3 separate regions of the Mus musculus genome follow, and all the other regions are linked to region 3. The links are chromatin contacts, called in public Hi-C and promoter capture Hi-C maps. All regions are on one chromosome and are shown on one strand. Each heading gives the region's core, a stretch centred on a gene start, on an enhancer-like site or on the middle of the called end of the contact. The rest is flanking DNA. Distances are from core to core; before and after follow the strand shown.

Region 1 (4,139 bases), core at 792-3,291, 1.3 Mb before region 3:
AAACAAAACAAAAACCAATCCAAACCATGAAAGATCTTTTCTGTTTCTGTGTCTGTGTCTACTCTAGGTGACGCATGGATAATATAATATAAATATAATAATATAATAAAACACGTTTGTTAAATCGTTTACCCCAGGCTGGAGAGATGGCTCAGGTCACAAGGTCCTGAGTTCCCAGCAACCACATGGTGGCTCACAACCATCTACAATGAGATCTGGTACCCTCCTCTAAAGGCATACATGCAGGGAGAACATTATATACATAATAAATCAACAAATCAATAAATCTTTAACCCACCCACTACTCAAACTGGAGTATTTAACTGAAGCCCCTGTTATTTCAATATGGCATTATCTGAATGATGTCACAGTAGGAGTTAAAGAAGACAAATCTTGCATGGAGTGATTGTCCTCTTCTCTTACATTTGGCTCCTAAGTACACAAGGAACCTGTAAAGTAAGGCTTTCCGGCTAAAGGAAGAGTAAAGCCAGACTCTGCTTTCTAGTCATCCATAGTCGAGTGGTGCCTGGGAAGAAGTCTTTCAAGTAAGGGCTTTAAAATAGGCTGTGACTCTAAGGCCCCTCTGGGGGTGAGTTCCCTGGAGTGAAAGGCCAGTTTGCATGCTGAACACGTGAATAAATCTGCAGGAAGGCAGATAAGTCAGCCTTCTTTCTGCCCGAGGGAGGAAGGAACTACACAGGAGCCATTTCTTTCCCTTGTCCCAGACTTCTCTCCGGTCTGGCTTTCCCCCCTTCTCGTTCTCAAGTGACGATTAGGCACTCAGTCCTGATTCCAGGAAGGGTACACAAAAACGCCACAGAAGCAGCGGGTCTCAGCCTGAAGGCGACTGCTACCTTTATGTTTTAGTCACAGCACTGGGGGAGTAGAGGAGAAAAGGGCTTAGCCATAAGCAATGACGAGTTTCTCTTTTAAAAAACTCCTTAAAAAACAAAACAAAAATTCTGCTACGGCCTGCATATCATAGCAGCCTTAAAGCTTCAAACCCTCTTTCCCATCAAGGTCTCTTGCAAGCAAGTTAGTAGGACTCAAGTCAACTCCATCACGCCAAGGGGAAAACGACCCCCCAGGTCACCCTAAGCAAAAAAAAAAAAAAAAAAAAAAAGTCGCATTTTAAAAATTTAGCAGATTCCCGAAGGGAAACCTTGTTTTTTGTTGTGTGGGTGAGAACGGAGTGGTCTAATCTACTTGCTCCCCCATGGGGTGACCATGTAAGGTTGCTTGTGGGAGGCGACATTTCCAAAGTGCATTTAAATTAAAAGTACTGGATTGTTCGGTGATTATGAAATTTGTCCCCCAAATTCTCAACTGCTTTAGCCATCCACATTTGGGACACGCCTTCGCCACAGGGAGGCGGGAAAGCTTTACCACCGAAGTTCAAAAGAACCAGAGAGGATGTTTTCTTTCAAATAAGCACAACCCAGTCGCTCTTACCCCACCCACCTCTGCTAACTTATAACGGTTTGGGAGGGGCCAGCCGCACGCGTGGCTCGACCCCCTCGACCCAGACCGTTTCCACCAAGGCCGAGCCCGAAGGAGAGTGGGAAAAGTTCTCCATTATATTGCCGCCCTCTCCAAAACTTCGGCTCCAGTGACGGGAAATCACTGAGGAGTTTGCAGATTCCGGGAGGTTGGGGAAGCCCTCGGGAGAACTGTTCCAGCAGGGGCGGTGCTCGAACCCACCTTCCTCCAACAGTCCACCGGTGCTAGGACGGAGGGGCGTGGCTGAGGGCCGCGGGCGGGGCCCCACCTGCGCGCGCGGAGCTGGGCAGGACGCAGCAGCGGAGGCCCGTGGGGCGGGGCCTGGGCGGGGCCTTGGTAGCAGGGGCGTGGCGTGTGCTGGGTCCTTGACGGGCTGGGGGCGGGGTCTTGGCTGGGCGGGGTCTGGTTTGAGGTGGGTGGGGCCTTGCCAGGCGTGGGGGGCTGGGTCCAGGAGGGGGCGGGGTCGTGGCGCACCAGAGCCGGGAGGCGCCCGGAGAGGGCGGCTGATCCTGCGGGAGGGGACCAGACGGCGGCTTGAGCGGCGGCTGCAGCTGCAGCAGGACGGCTTGCCGGCGGCTCGGGGCCGCGCGCCGGGAACCTCACGGGGCGGGCGGGCGCCGCACCCCGGCCTGGCCGCCTGCGCCCCGGGGAGGCCCCCTGCGCGCAACCGGACCAGCAGCATGAGCAGCGGCTACAGCAGCCTCGAGGAGGACGAGGACTTTTTCTTCACCGCCAGGACCTCCTTCTTCAGGAGAGCGCCTCCGGGCAAGTCCCGTTCGGGTCAGCCGGTGAGTGGCGTGCTCGGGGGTCTTGGCTCCACGTGTCTGCGCCCGCGCTGGGCGATGCTCGCCCGAGGGCTGCGGGGCTCTGAGAGTGGCCTTTGCCCTTTCGGCGCCTGAAAGGTGCTGGGAGCCTGTGCAGTGGGCGTGGGCCGCCCGAGGCGAAGGAAGGAGGTGGAAGGGCGCGGAGCCAGATGGCCTGGGCCTCTCTGCTTGGGGGACGCCGGCTGCGGGAGCAGCTCCAAAGAGCCGGGAGGTCCCCGGGCCACTCGGGATGGCTCCCCCGACAGCCCTTCGGGGCGACGGCCGGGTCACCGCGCCGTCCTGGCTGCAGTTTGCTTCTAGCTGCAGTTTGCTCGATGGCCCTGAGTGGCTTGAGGGCACGCAATAGCCCAAAGTGACCGAGCAGCCCCGGTGCGGGCAAGCTGCAGGGTAAAGGGACCGGGCGATCGTCGGTGCTCACTAAAGTCTGGGTCTCATCAGGTCCGGTTTGCGGGTCCTGCGGACGTCCTGGGTAGACTTAGCTCCAGAGGGCTGAGCCTTACGCCGATTTCTTCCTTTTTTGGAGGAAGGGTGCCGTGGGAAGCGTGGCTTGGGAAAAGACAGTACGGGAAGTTGTGCCAGTTTCACAGATCGGGACAGGGATTATTATTATTTTTTTTTAGGGGCGTCTTCCAAATGGGGCACTTTGGCCGGACTTGTAAGGTCGGCGCTTAACCGGTGGCCTTCTGGCCCTGGAAGCCGCACCAGGGAGCCTGGCCAGCTCGGCCACGCTCTCGTCAGATATAGGAGCTTTAACGGAACAAACTTGTTGCTCCTAAAAACACCACAGACGCACACCAGAGGTTTCTGTCAACTCTGGAGATGAAAAACAAGAGAAACTAATCGTTCAGAGGCCCAGTGATGGGGATTTTGGTGGAGAGAAATCTCTGCCCAGACTGCCCTTGCCAACCCTTTTAAGTTTAACAGGCCGTTGTTTTCTAAAGTAAAACTCCTTTATCAGATTTGGAAGTTCTAGGCTTTTTGGTCTATTAGATTTCCAAACTAAGAGGAGGAGGAGGGTGAAAGGCTAGGATGAGGTCATTATTGCTAACAACTAGTCCCCTAGTGAAGGGCTAGCTAGGGTGGGTGGTAGCATGCCTTTATCCTCAGACTTCAGGTTGCTCCGTTTACTAGGGTGACCTTTTATTTTCAGTAGAATGTGCTAATGGGGGAATTTGGAAGTCAGAGATTACCCACGACTCCCACTCCCACACTGCCTGGCCTACCTCCTGTGGGGCAGACAAGAAATGGCCTTTTCCCCCTTTCTCATCTAGTTTTTCCCTCATTGGGGTTCTTCACCACTTTACATATTCCCCTCCCGTTTGCCTTGTAAAGAGCTTGAGCCAGTTTGACTTGTATTCCAGAAGTGCCTGGTAATTTCCAGAAAACCAGGGGGTTCTTGAATTCTACCGGTGTGGGAGTCCCCTCCACGGGGGTCCAGCCAGAATGCTGTGGTTGGAAGTCAAGAATCTTGTTCCTGCTTTTTAGTAGTTGAAGCGGCAGCTGGGGATGTAGCTAGTAGCTTGCCTAGTACTTACTGCATAATATGGGGTTGTAGTTCACAGTAGTGTGTCTGTCTGTCTGTCTGCCTGTCTGTGTGCAGGCAGGAAGATCAGCAATTCAAGGTCATTATCCAGACCCCCCCCCCCTTCACACACACACTTTAAGCAGCATTTCTGTGAGGTTTATGTACATTAAGAGAGTCTAGGTTATACGTAACCACTTTGGTAACCGTCCTCTAACTGTGTCTGTATATATCATGCAATATTGTCCATTGAGCACTGACATGACTGTATGACGTGTTGAAAATCAGGGCAG
Region 2 (4,404 bases), core at 1,711-4,210, 1.2 Mb before region 3:
ATGTAGAGCATTCTATTAACTAGTGATTGTTGGAGGAGGGCCCAGCCCATCGTGGGTGGAGCGAGCCAGTAAGCAGCACCGTCCGTGGCCTCTGCATCAGCTCTGGCCTCCAGGTTCCTGTGCTGTTTGAATCCCTGCCTTGGCTTCCCTGGACGTGCTGTGACAATGAACATTCAAGCCAAATAAATCCTTAGCTCCCCAAGTTGCTTTTGGCCGTGGTGTTTCATCACAGCAATCGTATCCCTAACTAGGACGTGGACTGTCTTGAAAAAAAAAATCACATTAAATGGAAATCAAGGGATATCAACTTTTGATGTGAGCCAGTGTGGGTGCGTGTGTATGGGGGTCCCCATTCCTTACCTTGCCTGCTATTGTGTCAATCTGAAACACAATTCCTCTCTCTGGTAGAGACACTATACATAAGGCTTTATTCATAAATTAAGTACCGTGGGTGAACCCCACTGACGACATTCCAGAATGCCACTGAAGACTCAGTGCAAAGCGCCCCTGTGGCCTTGAGGCAACATGTGGTGAGACGGGGCTACCACGGTGTTTTCGCAAAGCAGAGAAACCTGTTGCCCCTCAGCTGTCTGCCACAGGCAGCTTCCGTGATGTTAGAAATACGAACAGGAGACACCTCACCCTCTGCCCGGCACGGAGGAAGTTCTTAAACATCACCCCGGCTCAGCTCGTCACTCTGCTATCCTATTTGACAGTCAGTGTCACGACTCCACAAGGGGCCACCAGAAAAGTCAGAATTCCCTGAAGTGCTAGGGGCTGCAGCTTTAAAACAAGCAAACACCATTTCCTCATTTATTTAGCGTCCACGGCACTTGTACGATCCAGGGAAGGAACCCATGTTGTTGACAGAACATGTGTGGGAAGCTGCAAGCTTCTTTTGTTTTGGTTTCTCTGGCTACTACAAATACTTTATATATATTTTAAAAAAAGAGCCCAGGGCCATCGAGGTGACTCAAGGGTACATGCAAACCTCTGCCAAGCCTGAGGAGTTTAAGCTCCCAGGACACTCGTGGAGAAGGGGGGACGCCGTCTTCTAACCTCCACTCTATTCAGGCCACTGTGTGCACATACGCTCCCCCTATACACACATCCTACTGGTATAAAGAAGCAAACAGAAAAAGAGAAAGTTCTAGAGGCAAGTACCATTAACACAAAGTGAAAGACCTCGACTATACACAGACAACAGCTGTGCTAAGTGACAGTCACTAAGCTGGGGCACCTTATATGTAAGTAGTGGATTTTGTTTCCAACAGCAGTATTAAGGCTGACCTGTTGAGTACTCTGGGAGAGACAGCATTTTTTTTTTTTTCCTGAACAAAATACTTTTTTTTTTTTGAAATCCCAGCACCGGTGAAACAGAAGATGGATCTCTGTGAGTTCAAGGCTAGCCGCGGCTATACAGTGAGACCCTGTCTCAAAACGAAACAAAACACAACCAAACAAACGAAATAAAGCAAAGAGAAAGAGAAAGAAAGAGAAGAGAGCTATGGGAACTGTTGGAGGGAGGGATAATAAAACCTAAGAGGGAATTAAGTCAAGACTTTTGGTACAGGGGGTGGGGGCTCGCTCTGAGAGAGAACTGGCTTAGCAGGCCCTCCAGCAGGGTGGGAGGGGAGAAGAGATTCAACATCCTTATGGCTCAGGGGATACCACAACAGCAACAAGGCGATGAATGGGATCTATGTAGATATAGAGAAGGGCCAAGGGGATTGGTAACAGAACACCATCTAGAAAAAGACAGTTCGCGGAAGGCAAAGTGTTACTGCCCAGCCCAGAAATACACAGGCTCTGCTAACCATTATCACATGTGACACGTGGAAAACCAAAATGTTGGCTCACTAGACTCATTTCACAACTCACTGATCAGCTGGGACCAGCAACTTGAAGGACATTGAGCCAGGGTTAATGACCACACAGGAAAAAGTAGGACCCTCCTGCTTAGAGGTTTCACAGCTACCGCAATCAGCTGAAAGCAGAAGGAGAACCGAAAGAGGGAGAGAGTCTCGACTTGTTTCTTTTTCCTTTTTAGTGAGAGCAATGCTGACCCAGGACGGAATACCATTGGAGGGTTGGTCCTAATCTGCCTCCTCCCGCTCAGTGCTTTGGGCAAATCCCTAGAGCACCAATGGATGGAGATTGGCGTTCATGTTCCCAAAGGTCAAATTCCGGAACCTCGAAAGAGCAGAAGTGACTGGGAAGGAAATGCAGTCTTCATGACTAACACCCATTAGACCTAAATTGGAGCCCTGACAGTAATGCCTCAGCCAACTGTTCGATTAGGCCAATTGATTTTGGTTTTGATGCTTCTTAAGCAAAAACACTCTCTGTCAATAACAGCTCGACAGCCTACAAACCCACTTTTATAGCCACCACAGAAGCACGGATGCCGACGTCCCAGGTCCTCCGTGAAGAGGGCTGACGTGGCCTCGGATCTCCCTAATCAATCACTGGCCTCCACAGGTTTGCCCTGAGCGGCGAGTGTCCACTGCAGCAGTAAGGTCCAGGCTGGAGGCACCGTGCGCACGGTGCGAGCCTGTGGGTGAGCTCGGGGGAGGAAGCCGGGTCCCATGACTCGTCCAAGCTCCCGGAGGGCCCGGAGTGACCGCGCACAGCCACCCACGGCCAAGCGGCCCAGCAAAGGGGCAAGGGGAGGGCGTGGACACGAGTTACCATGCCGCCGAGCTCCGCGTCCTGGTCGTCGGTGAGCAGCAGCAGCACGTTGGGCCTGCGAGCCGCCCCCACGAGCCCCAGGCAGCCTCCCAGCAGCGGCAGCAGCAGCAGCGCCGGCAGGCGGCGGGGACGGCCCGGCCGGGGCCCGGCTGCCGAAGGGAGCCGCATGGCGGCCAAGCTCCGCGGGGGAACCGAGAGCTGCGGAGAGACGCCGGTGAGCGCAGGAGACGGGGTCAGGCTTTCTCTCCCTAGGCGAGATCACGTGAGGCGGGGCAGGGGGCGGGGCGCGTCGTCACGTGACGGGCGGCCGTGGGCGGGGCCTGGGGAGCGGCGGAGAGCCCGGGCGCTGGGCAGGGCTGGACAGAGCTAGGACCGCGCGGAGCCTGGCCTCGCCACTGGTTAGGCCTGCTCCTGATGCTGCAGGAGGAAGGACAGAGCACCGGAGATGAAGACAGGAGTCAGTCCGCTCATCTTCCCTCCAGAGTGAAGCAGCGCACGTGCTGTGAACACAAGATCAGCTGCTGGTTAAAGTCCCGGCCAGTCCTGGGGTTAATGGACAGCTCTGCCTGTGTCCTTTGACTTTTCACCTGTCGAGGTGAAGTTCTCATTTGGCTCAGCTGTTGTTATTCCACTTTCCTCGGCTGGCATGTACTTTCAAACAATTTAGGAACGTCTTTACGACGCTAGGAGCTCTGGTCAACGTTTCAAGTTTTAATCACACTTTAATTTACATTTATTTTTGTGGGTTTTGCGTGCTCACGCACCTTCCGCGGCACGTGTGTGGAGGTCGGAGGGCATCTTGCGGGCGTCAGTGCTTTCTTTCTGTGGAGTGAGTGCAGGGGATCTAACTCAGGCCCTCAGGCTTGGCGGCAGGTGCCTTGGCATCTTGGCCAGTCCTACTTGGTGAGTTTTTGCAAGCCTTCTTGGAAACTTAGAAGTGCATGGCTCAGTGGTTACGAGTACTAACTGCTGCTCTTCCAGAGGTCCTGAGTTCAAATCCCAGCAACCACATGGTGGCTCACAACCATCTGTAATGACATCCGATGCCCTCTTCTGCTGTGTCTGAGGACAGCTACAGTGTACTTATAATAAATAAATAAATAAATAAATAAATAAATCTTAAAAAAGAAAAGAAGTGCACGACCAGTAGCAACACATCCTTTGTTGAATGAAACCTCAAAAAATATTTTAAGTTAGCTAAAAAGTTAAGTTGCTGTTAGGGATTCCTGCGAGGTCAATGCACGATATACCAAGTGAGCACTGTTCTATGCAGAACAAAAGAAGGTACAGCCATTTGCCAGTTGATTGTGTGTTGGACTCACACCTTTGCGATTTCTTTTTAAAAGATTTATGTGCATGAGTGTCTGTCTGCATGCATGTATGTGTACTATGCTTGCCTAGTTCCTGGGGAAGTCAACGAGAGCGTCTGACCCTTGGGACTGGAGTTACAAATGGTTGTGAGGCACCACGAGGGTTCCTGGGAGTTGACATGGGTCCTCTGCAAGAGTACCATGTGCTCTTAACCACTGAGACATCTGTCAGACAACTGGACACAGAACCTTCGAAAAGTATTTTTCTTTTTTTTATTTTACATCTAAAAATAAAGCAGATAGTTTATAATAACATACAGTATTGTACAATTAATATAATATACAATAAAAATGTATAGGATCTCTGTGACCTATGAGACACGACAATGTAGTCCACCACTCA
Region 3 (4,690 bases), core at 2,109-4,608:
ATACCACAGTTGAATCTGCCTCCAGAGGTGATATGTGCTGAGTCCTTAGGCAGTTTGAAGAAACGTGCATGACACTCGTGCCGGAACGACTAAGAGCATGAGTAACACGTTGGAACTGTCAACCACACCCTCTTCATATTTAGTACAATCTCATGTTCTAAAACTGAATCCTGTTACTAATCCCTGGGAGGTGGGGGTGGGGGGCACTGAGGGATGACCTCATAGACCTCTCCTGGGTCTTGTGACTCATTCTAATGAATCAGAAAACTTGAAGAGTGCGATAGTTACTTAACTATCAAGTCAATACTGTCACCTGGAACCAGGATCCTGAACCTTACAATAGGAAGCTAGATGAGCACTAATTCATTGCTCTCCACTCCTTTTAAAAAAAAATAATTTTATGTGTACGGGTGTTTTGCCTACATATATGTCTGTGTACCAGGTGCATGCCCAATGTCTTTAGAAGTCAAAAGAGGCCTTCTAATTTCTTGGAAGTGGAGTTATGGATGTTGGTTTGCTGCTGTGTGATTGCTAGGAATCAAACCTGGGTCTCCTGGAGTAGCAAGCAGCTAGTGCTCTTGACCACTGAGCCATCTCTGCAGCCTTGCTCTCTCTCTCTCTCTCTCTCTCTCTCTCTCTCTCTCTCTCTCTCTCTCTCTCTCTCCTCATGGCTGAAATGTAATGGAACTGGCTGGCTGCTTCAAGTCCCTGCCGCCTTTACTTCTCCAAAATGATGGACTGTGGCCTGGAATCGTGGGCTGAAATAAACCCTTTCTCTCCCGAATCTGCTTTCATCAGGGTGTTTTTTTTTTTATTTTTTTTTTAAAGATTTATTTATTTATTACATGTAAGTACACTGTAGCTATCCTCAGATACTCCAGAAGAGGGAGTCAGATCTCATTACGGATGGTTGTAAGCCACCATGTGGTTGCTGGGATTTGAACTTCGGACTTTCGGAGGAGCAGTCGGGTGCTCTTACCCACTGAGCCATCTCACCAGCCCCATCAGGGTGTTTTAACCCAGAAACAGGAAACAAAACGGAGACCGAGGGAGCCTTACATGCATGCAAGCATACAATTGATGTCCTAGATTCCTTTGCGTTTAAAACTGGGCTACTTTAGAGCTACCGAGGTTTATCTAGCACACAGCTTGGAATCTGAAGATCGAAGATCGAGTAGCCATGTCTGGCCAGCCTCAGAATGCGACTGAGAAGTTACTTGAGAGCGTCAAGCAGCTTGCATTGAAGGGATCTTAACGCAAGAAAGAAGGCAAGCAACATACTGAGGGAGCCGAGCCCTTCTTATCACAGTCTCCCTTTGTAGAATGAAGCTCTCCTAGCTCATGACGGCATCTTTCTTCAAGCTTCGTTTTTCAATTGACAGCGACAGATAGTAATAGGACTGAGGCTGCCCAGAGGATGTGAGTGCCAATGCTGTGCAAGAAAGACTTGGGTGGCACTGAGGAGAACCGTTTGAGGGGTGCAAAGTGGCCCGATTGAGAGTAGGGTAAGAGAAAGTGATGGTGAGACTACACAACTCTATGAGGAAGAAAGATGCAGAACATTTTGTTTTGAAGGCCGAAAAATTAGTATCGTATTTAAATTGTGATGGAGATGAGCCAGGCGAGTGAAGCAAAGTTAAAATCTCAGAGACAGACAACAACGGCTGCTCGCATACCCTTCTGTTAGAAGGAAAGGGTTTTAGGATCCAGAGCCGCTAAGAAAAGATGAGACTTATCTAGGGGTCTAGATGGTTCACCTCTAGAGATGAGAAACACGTTTATTATGGCGTGGACAGGAAGCACTGAGAGTGCACGCTTGGCCACGTGGTTCCCAGCTGGTGTAGTGTAGTGTAGTGTAGTGTAGTGTAGTGTAGTGTAGTGTAGTGTAGAGGTAAGCAGCTCACAGACACTGACTTCACGGATGGATTATGTCATTGGAGGCGTGGCTTTGGAGGGTGTATCTTGCCCCCAATCTCTTTCTCCTTGCCTCATGCCGCATTAGAAGACCTGGTGATGCAAACATTTTGAGTGTTACTGTTATTGTTATAGTGAGGATATTAAACATCCTCTGACTGCCCATATACTAAAAGCTTGCTTGCCAGCCTACAGTGCTGATAGGCGACTGAACCGGAACCAGATAGGTCTTAGTGCAAATAAATCAGATCCCTTGAAGGGAATTTGGTACCCTGGCCCTGTCCCCCTTCCTCCCTCCCTCTCTCTCATTTCCTGCCGCCATGGATCACTTACGCTATGACACTTTGGCTTCTCAGAGACCTCAAAAGACATTGGGGTCAAGCAACCATGGACTGAAGTTCCGAGGTTGTGTACCAAACAACTTCTTCTTTTGAAGCTGCTCGGTGGGGGCATTTTGTCAGAAAGCTAACACAACCACACATGGCGATTTCCTGTGCAGGCACACGTCTCAGGTTGCTTTTGTCTGGTCTAGAAAGTCAAAAAGAACCCTGTATCAATCTTCTCTCCCTCTGATGCTCAGCATGGTGGCATAGAGACCCTTTTTGGGGTGTAGCCTGATAAAACCGTAGTCCTTAGAATGAGGAGACTTAAGAAGTTTTGCTCAAACAGTTCTAACTTTGCCACTGTGGGTACTGAATGCCCAGGCACCATTGCTGCTGACCGCCAGGGGGCGCCATTCCAAAGACAAGCTCAGGGGATTGAAACAGGAGTTTGTTTTTCAGTGCCTGGTTATCATAAAATCTCCCACTTCATTTTCCCACCTCCTTTGTCAGTAGTATCCGTACCGTTCCTGCGGTGGTCATTACAGCATAAACGGTAGAATATTTCAACACACCAGCCAATGTTTCCTAAACTTCATTTTGCAAACTCGTTGAAGCACTGCGAGGAAAGAAAGGGAGACTGTAGTAAAACCAAGCGGCACGACGGCAGGGGTTGCCTTCTGCAGCAAGGATGAGCAGTTTGTTTGCCCAGGTTTGGCCTGTTTGTTGTGGTTTTCTTTTTATGTCCATTTCGCCCGGCGTGTACACGTTTCCTTCCGTTTAAAGTTATTTGGCAAAAACGTGTTTCTCGGTGAGCACGCATTTCTTTCCTGACGGGACAAAGAGAAACTTTAAAAGATGTAACACAAACCTCTTAGATCCATCGTGGCCAGGAGGCCGCCCGTCCCAGAGCAGCAGAGGGGTGGCGGCTTTCCCGGATTCCAGCCGCTGTTCCCCGCCCTCATTTTCTTGGCTGGTCTCCTGGGTCATGTCCCAAGACGGGGACGGACAGAACGGTTCATAACAAAGATGACCTGGGGTGCGGCGCGCAGGGTCGCGGGACAGCGGCTAGGAGCAAGGGCAGCCCAGGTCTCGCAGGGCGCATCCCTGGGGAGCGGCTCCCTACGTCACGTGGGGCCCGCCCTGCGACGGCGTGTTGCAAGCTCCGGGCAGCCGTCGTGGAGCTGAATTTCCGCGGTTGTGAAAGGCGGTGACAGCGGCGACCTCCCTGCTTCTCTGCGTGGGGTCCCGGGACTCCGCGATGGCCGGCCGGTGCGGGGCCCGTGGCGCGCTGTCGCCACAGTTGCTGCTCTTCGACCTGCCGCCCGCACTGCTGGGAGAGCTTTGCGGGATCCTGGACAGCTGCGATGGCCCGCTCGGCTGGCGGGGCCTGGGTGAGTGCGACTCAGACCTGCCGGTCCTCCCCCGCGAGGGACTCAGCAAACCCGGGGACCTGCCACTCACTCTCCTTCCCTCTCTGACAGTGGGGTACTGCTGTATCAAGTTAGGGGATTGGGTATGTCAGATGTCAAGAAAGCATCCCGTGCTGGGAAGAGATTCTCGCTTCACTCGGTTTGCAGTGTGCGCAGCAGTATGCAAATATTACCGTATGCAGGGCATGGCTACTGGCTCTACAACCCCTACATCAGATTTTTTTAATATTATAACTTCTTTTTTGAGATGCCGCTCAGTTGCTAGAGTGCTTACCTATAGATGTATGAAGCTGCATGTTCGATTCCCTAGCTTGGAATAAAACAGACAGTGGTAGTGCCAGTCATTGAGAGGTAGAAGTAGGCAGGACAGATGCTCAAGAGCATCCTCTCCTTGTAGAGAGTTCCTAGCTGGCTTGGGAAACATGAGACGCCATCTCAAAAACAAAAAGCAAACTTACTTTCTTTTCTTTCCTTTCTTTCTTTCTTTCTTTCTTTCTTTCTTTCTTCCTTCCTTCCTTCCTTCCTTCCTTCCTTCCTTTCTTTCTTTCTTTCTTTCTTTCTTTCTTTCTTTCTTTCTTTCTTTCTTTCTTTCTTTCTTTCTTTTCTCCTTTCCTTCTTCCTTCCTTCCTTCCTTCCTTCCTTCCTTCCTTCCTTTCTTTTAGAACTTTAAGATATCTATTCTTTGGTGTTTTTTGTGTGTGTATCCCACACTCCTCCCGCATCTAGAAGACAAATTCCAGGAACCAGTTCTCTCCTTCCACCACGGGATCCTGGGACAGAACTCAGATGGCATGCATAACCCACTTCGCTGTTTCCAATAAGTCTCCAATAATCTATAAGGGAAATGCTGTTTGCGGTGGATGTGATTTCCACTTTTCTTTCTTTCTTTCTTCCTTTCTCTCTCTCTCTCTCTCTCTCTCTCTCTCTCTCTCTCTCTCTCTCTCTTTCTTTCTTTCTTTTTAAGATTTATTTATTATATGTAAGTACACTGTAGCTGCCTTCAGACACTCCAGAAGAGGGCAC

What was found. Promoter capture Hi-C pulls out the DNA fragments that hold promoters and counts their contacts. Hi-C and Micro-C count contacts between places; a contact is called where the count stands out from the background.
Region 1: a promoter capture Hi-C map of pre-B cells shows a contact between it and region 3, with 3 times the contacts expected there. The contact joins the promoter of Rassf3 here to the promoter of Irak3 in region 3. A contact is called at or near these places in 3 of 39 promoter capture datasets (the C10 cell line, liver and pre-B cells), 2 of 484 Hi-C or Micro-C datasets (B cells and embryonic stem cells) and 1 of 115 datasets of contacts at active chromatin or transcription factors (microglia).
Region 2: a contact with region 3 is called in a Hi-C map of B cells, with 9 read pairs. The contact joins the promoter of Gns here to the promoter of Irak3 in region 3. A contact is called at or near these places in 4 of 39 promoter capture datasets (the 3T3-L1 cell line, HPC-7-derived erythroid cells, hippocampal neurons and 1 more), 2 of 484 Hi-C or Micro-C datasets (B cells and the G1E-ER4 cell line), 2 of 115 datasets of contacts at active chromatin or transcription factors (the NIH/3T3 cell line and large pre-B cells) and 3 of 9 other capture datasets (adipose tissue, macrophages and pancreatic islet).

Annotation. Positions count from the first base shown.
Region 1 is chr10:121,474,152-121,478,290 of GRCm38.p6, reverse strand. Rassf3 (Ras association (RalGDS/AF-6) domain family member 3) reads left to right here and starts at 2,041. Exons shown (of 5, transcript NM_138956.3): 1 at 2,041-2,288. The coding sequence starts at 2,181.
Region 2 is chr10:121,363,646-121,368,049 of GRCm38.p6, reverse strand. It overlaps Gns (glucosamine (N-acetyl)-6-sulfatase), which reads right to left and starts at 2,960. Exons shown (of 14, transcript NM_029364.4): 1 at 2,692-2,960. The coding sequence starts at 2,859.
Region 3 is chr10:120,200,265-120,204,954 of GRCm38.p6, reverse strand. Irak3 (interleukin-1 receptor-associated kinase 3) reads left to right here and starts at 3,358. Exons shown (of 12, transcript NM_028679.4): 1 at 3,358-3,628. The coding sequence starts at 3,496. It overlaps Gm38500 (predicted gene, 38500), which reads right to left and starts at 3,365. Exons shown (of 3, transcript NR_166661.1): 1 at 3,106-3,365; 2 at 2,760-2,853; 3 at 787-2,007.